2 separate regions of the Mus musculus genome follow, and region 2 is linked to region 1. Evidence: chromatin contacts called from public ChIA-PET data. All regions are on one chromosome and are shown on one strand. The core of a region is the stretch at or near the end of the contact, and the rest is flanking DNA. Distances in the headings are between cores, read along the strand shown. Region 1 holds the start of Extl2 (exostosin-like glycosyltransferase 2). Region 2 has its middle 16 kb from the start of Gm40125.

What was found. ChIA-PET counts read pairs in DNA pulled down with a chosen protein or histone mark.
Region 2: an RNA polymerase II ChIA-PET map of effector CD8 T cells shows a contact between it and region 1, with 10 read pairs. The contact joins the enhancer-like site here to the promoter of Extl2 in region 1. A contact is called at or near these places in 15 of 39 promoter capture datasets (the 3T3-L1 cell line, 3T3-L1-derived adipocytes, the C10 cell line and 10 more), 2 of 484 Hi-C or Micro-C datasets (bone marrow-derived macrophages and nephron progenitors), 4 of 115 datasets of contacts at active chromatin or transcription factors (bone marrow-derived macrophages, effector CD8 T cells and trophoblast stem cells) and 3 of 9 other capture datasets (adipose tissue, liver and macrophages).

The regions. Positions count from the first base shown.
Region 1 is chr3:116,006,964-116,009,663 of GRCm38.p6, forward strand. It overlaps Extl2 (exostosin-like glycosyltransferase 2), which reads left to right and starts at 1,334. Exons shown (of 5, transcript NM_001163514.1): 1 at 1,334-1,574. It overlaps Slc30a7 (solute carrier family 30 (zinc transporter), member 7), which reads right to left and starts at 443. Exons shown (of 11, transcript NM_023214.7): 1 at 172-443. The coding sequence starts at 251.
Region 2 is chr3:116,438,950-116,441,649 of GRCm38.p6, forward strand. No RefSeq gene overlaps it. Among named protein-coding and RNA genes, the nearest start is that of Gm40125, 16 kb to the left of the region's middle. Within about 2 kb of position 1,367, at least 51 of the 459 cell types and tissues checked have an H3K27ac peak or open chromatin away from gene starts, as enhancers often do. A contact at or near this core is called in the HPC-7 cell line, effector CD8 T cells and hematopoietic stem and progenitor cells, where this site is marked.

The DNA of each region.
Region 1 (2,700 bases), core at 84-2,583:
AGCAGGAGCCAAGGGGGTTGCGGGGACCCCTCAAAACCCACCCAGTCCGCATGCTCGTTCCACCACAGCAGGAGGGTGACGCTCCCATGCTGGACCTCAGGCCATCCTTAGCACCCAGCTTTGTCTCAGCATCCCGGGCAGCCCCCTCCCAGCAATCACAGCACCCCGCACCTAAACCAGCCTGAGATCTTGCCGAACAGATTGAACTTGGGTGGTTTGTATTCATCATCCTTGATGGACAGGGGCAACATCTTCTCCACCCGGCGAAGGGCCGGGTCTCCGTCCCTCTAGAAGTGACTCGGTATGGTGGCGGCAGTGACAGCGGTGACGCTTCAAACGCGGACCCCAAAGCGCTTGACCGCCGCGGCACCGCCGCGAGACACAGACACAGACACACACCCGGGAATTCGAGGACTTCCGGCCCGGGCCGCGCAACGCGTCCTGGGACGGGAAAGCGGGAGGCGGGGGCGGGGACTCCGGCAGGGGAGGGGCTTACGGGGAGGAGGCGGGGCTTGGGGGCTGCGGAAAGTCCGAGCTGAAAGCTTGGGGATCTATCTCTAGCTGAGCTAGGGGTCCTATCTCCTGAACTCACGAAAGATACCCCTGCTGGCTCTCTGCAGACGTGGCTGACTGGTTCAGGGCCCGCTGTCACCCACCCAGATCGCCCATCACTATCGTCCCCGGATGCAGTGCAGCCCGCTCCTGCTCCTTCAGCATTAACCCCCTAAAGGACCTCAAATCCCCGCTGTGCCTTAGGCAGCATCACTGAAAAGCCCAGGCGGCCACGTGCTGCGCCGCCACTGCACGGGATGTGCGAGAATGGCTTCCCGAGGTCAACGCTAAGGGAGTCCACCCCCACCCGCGGAAACCGTCACGCGGGACGCGATCGTTGAGTGCTTTGCAAAAGAAACACTTAAAGGTATTTTAAAACGTCCTTTAGGAAGAGGGCCATAGACTATGGCCTTGAGGTCCGCTTCTTGCTGTTTCTCCCCTGCAACCTCATTCGGTTGTAGCCCTGAAGGCAACCGCAGACAGGTTCCTTTAGCATCCTTGTCACCCCCAAGACAGTAGCTGTCACTATGGTCCATTTCAGGAGGTGCAGATACAAGCCTGTTGGGTGGGAGGCTGGGGATGAGCCTTGTGGGCCTGGGCTGGCTAGAGAGACACTCTCCAGCATCTTTCTAGGGGATTGTTTAGACAAGGTCAGCTGGCCGATCACGTGAATGATTAAAAGTTATTACCTAGAAGGGGAAACCCGGAAAGGGGGTCTGGTTTGGGGAGGTGGCTTGGAAACTACAAAACCGAGCTTCTTGGGAAAGCCTTTTTGCCTAACAGGAAGTGGAGCGTCACCCAAAGCGAGGGAGGGGTGGCCACTCAGGAACTGTCCCCTGCTCCAGGCACTCACTTTGCAGGCGGCGCATTTCCTAGGTTATCAATTGGACGGGCAGAGAGGTTGGAAGCCCGGTTTAGGAAAGGGGTGGAAAAGAGGCAAGCAAAGGAGACTCTCCTTTCGATTTATGCTAACCAAGCTGCAAATAAACCCGCTGGCCCCGCTGCAATCTTCTGCACTAGAGGTGAGGCAACTGTGAAATTCTCTTTCATTGATTTTATCTTTCCATTTGGGACCTCTGCTTGTTTTGCCCTCGTTCTTGGAACTTTGTGGGTAGGAAGGATTTATTCTGTAATTTAGATTTTTGAAAATAGATCTTGATTTTTTTTTAATGTTCCTCTTTAAAAACTGCTGGTAACAAACGGCTTGATTCTATAAGTTCTAGGACAAACATGTCTCTTTTGTCTTTGCCTTTCTTGGACCATTATTGTCATGTAAGCAAATATTCTCAATTAGTAGCATTTACTTTTTAAAGGCTACTCTGTTGTTGTTGTTCAGAGCAGTTTTTCAATTCTACCCTACTGCATTGCTGAGGAAGCCAGAACTGACTGCAGACGAGGTCGTTTAAGGCAAAATAGCTATTGCAATTGATTTTTTCCCCCTTGAAGACTGCTTTATTTAAGTATGATGGTGGGGATGGTATATCAAAATAATCAAGTTTCAGCAATGGATTTCCAGCCTTCTCATTAAGGTCACCTGCAATTTGAGCCTATGTGGTTTTTATCCTGCCTTTGGAAATAAATTCTGTATTCCATCTTGCACTGTTGTAAATCCGAAGTTGCTTAGCTGGCATAGATAGGGAGGAACCCATATTACCTGTTATTGAATAGTTTTGAAAGGCATTAAAGAAATTTAATTTCAGCTTTATCAGTTTCCTAGATTTGTTACGATATAAGGTAGATCTGCTCTTGAAGATCTTCTCCCTTCTGACTGTGGCCATGCTATTTTTTAATCCTTAGCCCTGGACAGCATAAAGGCCAATCAGCGTTAAAGGCATTTTCGTTTGCAGTATAAAGGACAGAAGGACACTCTTTAAACCAGGAAAAGTTGTTTCTACTGTGCCTCACTTCTTTTTGTAATCTTTAAATAATATCTATCCTGTTCATGTTAACCTACACATAGGTTAACATATGTCCCACATGTTAACACACGTCCCACACGTCAAAATAGAACTCAGTTATCATTTGGAGATTATCTTGTATGTGTTGGGTGTCCAGACTATAAAGCAAGATAAGTGAGAGTTCTTCTCCGGGGAGAGTTTTATGGAGAGGACAAATTAATGTGAAGAGAGGGAGGTGGGGAGAAAGGCA
Region 2 (2,700 bases), core at 117-2,616, 430 kb after region 1:
TATTTGCTAATAAAACTTCAGGCACAAATTTTGTGAACTCCAAACTGTAAGTTAGCATTTACTATCAGGGCTCTATGAATCAGGAACAGACAGTTGGAGACAGGAATCAGGAAGATATGGAGAAGCAAGGAATTTCCACACCCTCTCTGGTACTCCACCCTCCCAGAATATTGAGTCTTAGAGCATCACTGAACTTTAGATGATACTTAAATATGAAGAGACTTAACTCAGGTTCCCCAAGAACAAAGATTCAAGTACAAGAAATTTATTGGGGAATTACAGGCAACAGCATCTGGAGAGAGGAGATGAGGCCAGGAAGGAAGAAAAGGCAATCAATGGAGGATGTTGTCTTTGAGCCTAGAAGCCATTGTGAAGGACAAACTTATTTCCCATGGATACACTGCACAATGGTATACATAATAAATACACTATAAAACCAGGACCTTAAGCTCCACCCACCTCCCCTTCCTCAATATAAGATGGGAGGTTTACCTACCAGCTCCCACCACCCATTGGTTGACAGCTGCTCCCTGGGATGTTATCCTGGCACTTCTTTTTGTTGCATGTATGTAAGAGTCCAAAAACAAAAAATAACCCCAGGCATAGAGGGATACAGGTATTGGCAAGCCAGAAGGGGCTATGCATTTTATCAAAGATAACAGAGAAGTATGGTATTATAGCTGAATTTACTGAATATAAGAGACCCCAGATTCAAATCCCAGCACCAGAAAAAAATTAAAAATTATACTAAGCATCTCTAGATTATTCAAATAAAACCCTCTCTAGATTGGGGTGATATCTCAGTTGGAAAGTGTTGCTGCTCAAATGACCACCATTCCCAAATTCAGTTTCCAGGACCCACCTTAAATAGCCAGGTATGGTGGCACACTTATAATCCAGTGCTAGGGCCACCAAGAAGGATCACTGGAGCTTGGTGCCATACCTAATCTATGGGCCAGGTCCTAATGAGAGACCCTATAAGAAAAACAACAAAACAAGGTAGACAGAAGGAGGGACACCCAGGTTGTCCACTGGTTTTCACATGCATCCAGGTATAAACTTACTCCGTGTGTGTGTGTGTGTGTGTGTGTGTGTGCGCGCACGCGTGTGTGTCCCCAGATGCTCAGGCAGTCACCAGCAGCCCCTGCTAATCCCCCATAAAGTCTGATTCTTCATTTTACATGACTTACAAGAAGCAACACTGAACCCTTGTTCTCCCCATTCCGATCACTCTCCTCGGCTTCCCCAGTTAATCTCCTGCTTCCCTTTCTGCCTCGTGGACTCGGCTTTTCTAGGATCTGCTCCTTCTGAGAGTCCCTCAGCTCTCTGAAACGGGAGCACCCACACCTCGGAGTGTGTGTGTTTCTGCCTCAGCCACTTCCTTTTGTATGGCCTCATCTCATCCTGTGGCTTTTGACTATGATCTCTATGCCGCCTTGCAACTTTTTTTCCTCCAAGCCCCAAACTTCTGGTGTTAAAAATAAAAACTTAATCCCTGTACAATCACCATCGTATTTGATTGACATTGTGCTTTTCCAGTGCCTTGGGCCTTAGCCATTGGATTTATCCTTAACACCTCTCTTTCTGTCACATGACACATTGAGTCTGCAGCATACCCTGCAACCTGTGCCTTAAATATATATGCAGAGCTAGAAACAGTAGCTCTATAATCCCAGCCCCTGGGAGGTAGAGGCAGGAGGATCAGAGTTCAAGGTCAACCTTAGCTAACCAGTAAGGGTCTTAATTACTTCTCTATTGCTGTGATAAAATACTATTACCAAGGAAACTTAGAGAAGAAAGTTTATTCTGGGTTTATGGCTTCAGAGGGTAGAGTTCATGACAGCTAAGCAAAGGAATAGTTCAGAGCTCACATCTTGAGATACAACCATGAAACAGGGAGAGAGAGAAACAGAAAGAGAGCCAGACAGTCTGACAGACAGAGAGACAGGCAGAGAGACAGACAAACAGAGAGACAAAGAGACAAAGAACATGAACACCAGGGATCTTTCAAAACTTCAAAGCCCATCCTTAGTGACTTAGCTTCTCCAACAAGGCCATACCTCTTAGGAGCCTATGGGCTGGGGGTGGCAGCCAGTCTCATTCAAACCACCACAGTAAATGTGAGGTGAGTTTGTGCTGCAAGAAACTCTGTTTCCTCAAACAAAAATATGTTCATAATTGGGATGGTTCTCCAGCCATTATTCCATCAAAGCCACTACCATCTCCTATATAACTAGAGCAATTCTCTAGCTAGCTTCCCTCGGGGCAACTATGAGCATTCCAGAATCCTGCCAAGCTTTAGCGATTCTTTGCTTTAATAGTATCCCAAGTCATTCAGAGGAAAAGTCAAAATCTTAATACTGCAATATAAGGCAGTCTTAAGATAATACCATGCCGGGCGTGGTGGCACACGCCTTTAATCCCAGAACTTGGGAGGCAGAGGCAGGCTCATTTCTGAGTTTGAGGCCAGCCTGGTCTACAAAGTGAGTTCCAGGACAGCCAGGTCTATACCGAGAAACCCTGTCTCGAAAAACCAAAAAAAAAAAAAAAAAGATAATACCGTATCTCAGCATCATCCAATCCCGCTGTCTGCCTCTATTTCTCTTCTTGCCTGCCACACTGGTCCTTACAGTTTCTTGAACCTTCTAGCCCCTCCTTCCTTGACTTCTTACCTCAGTGCTCCCTTGCCAGGGCTCACTC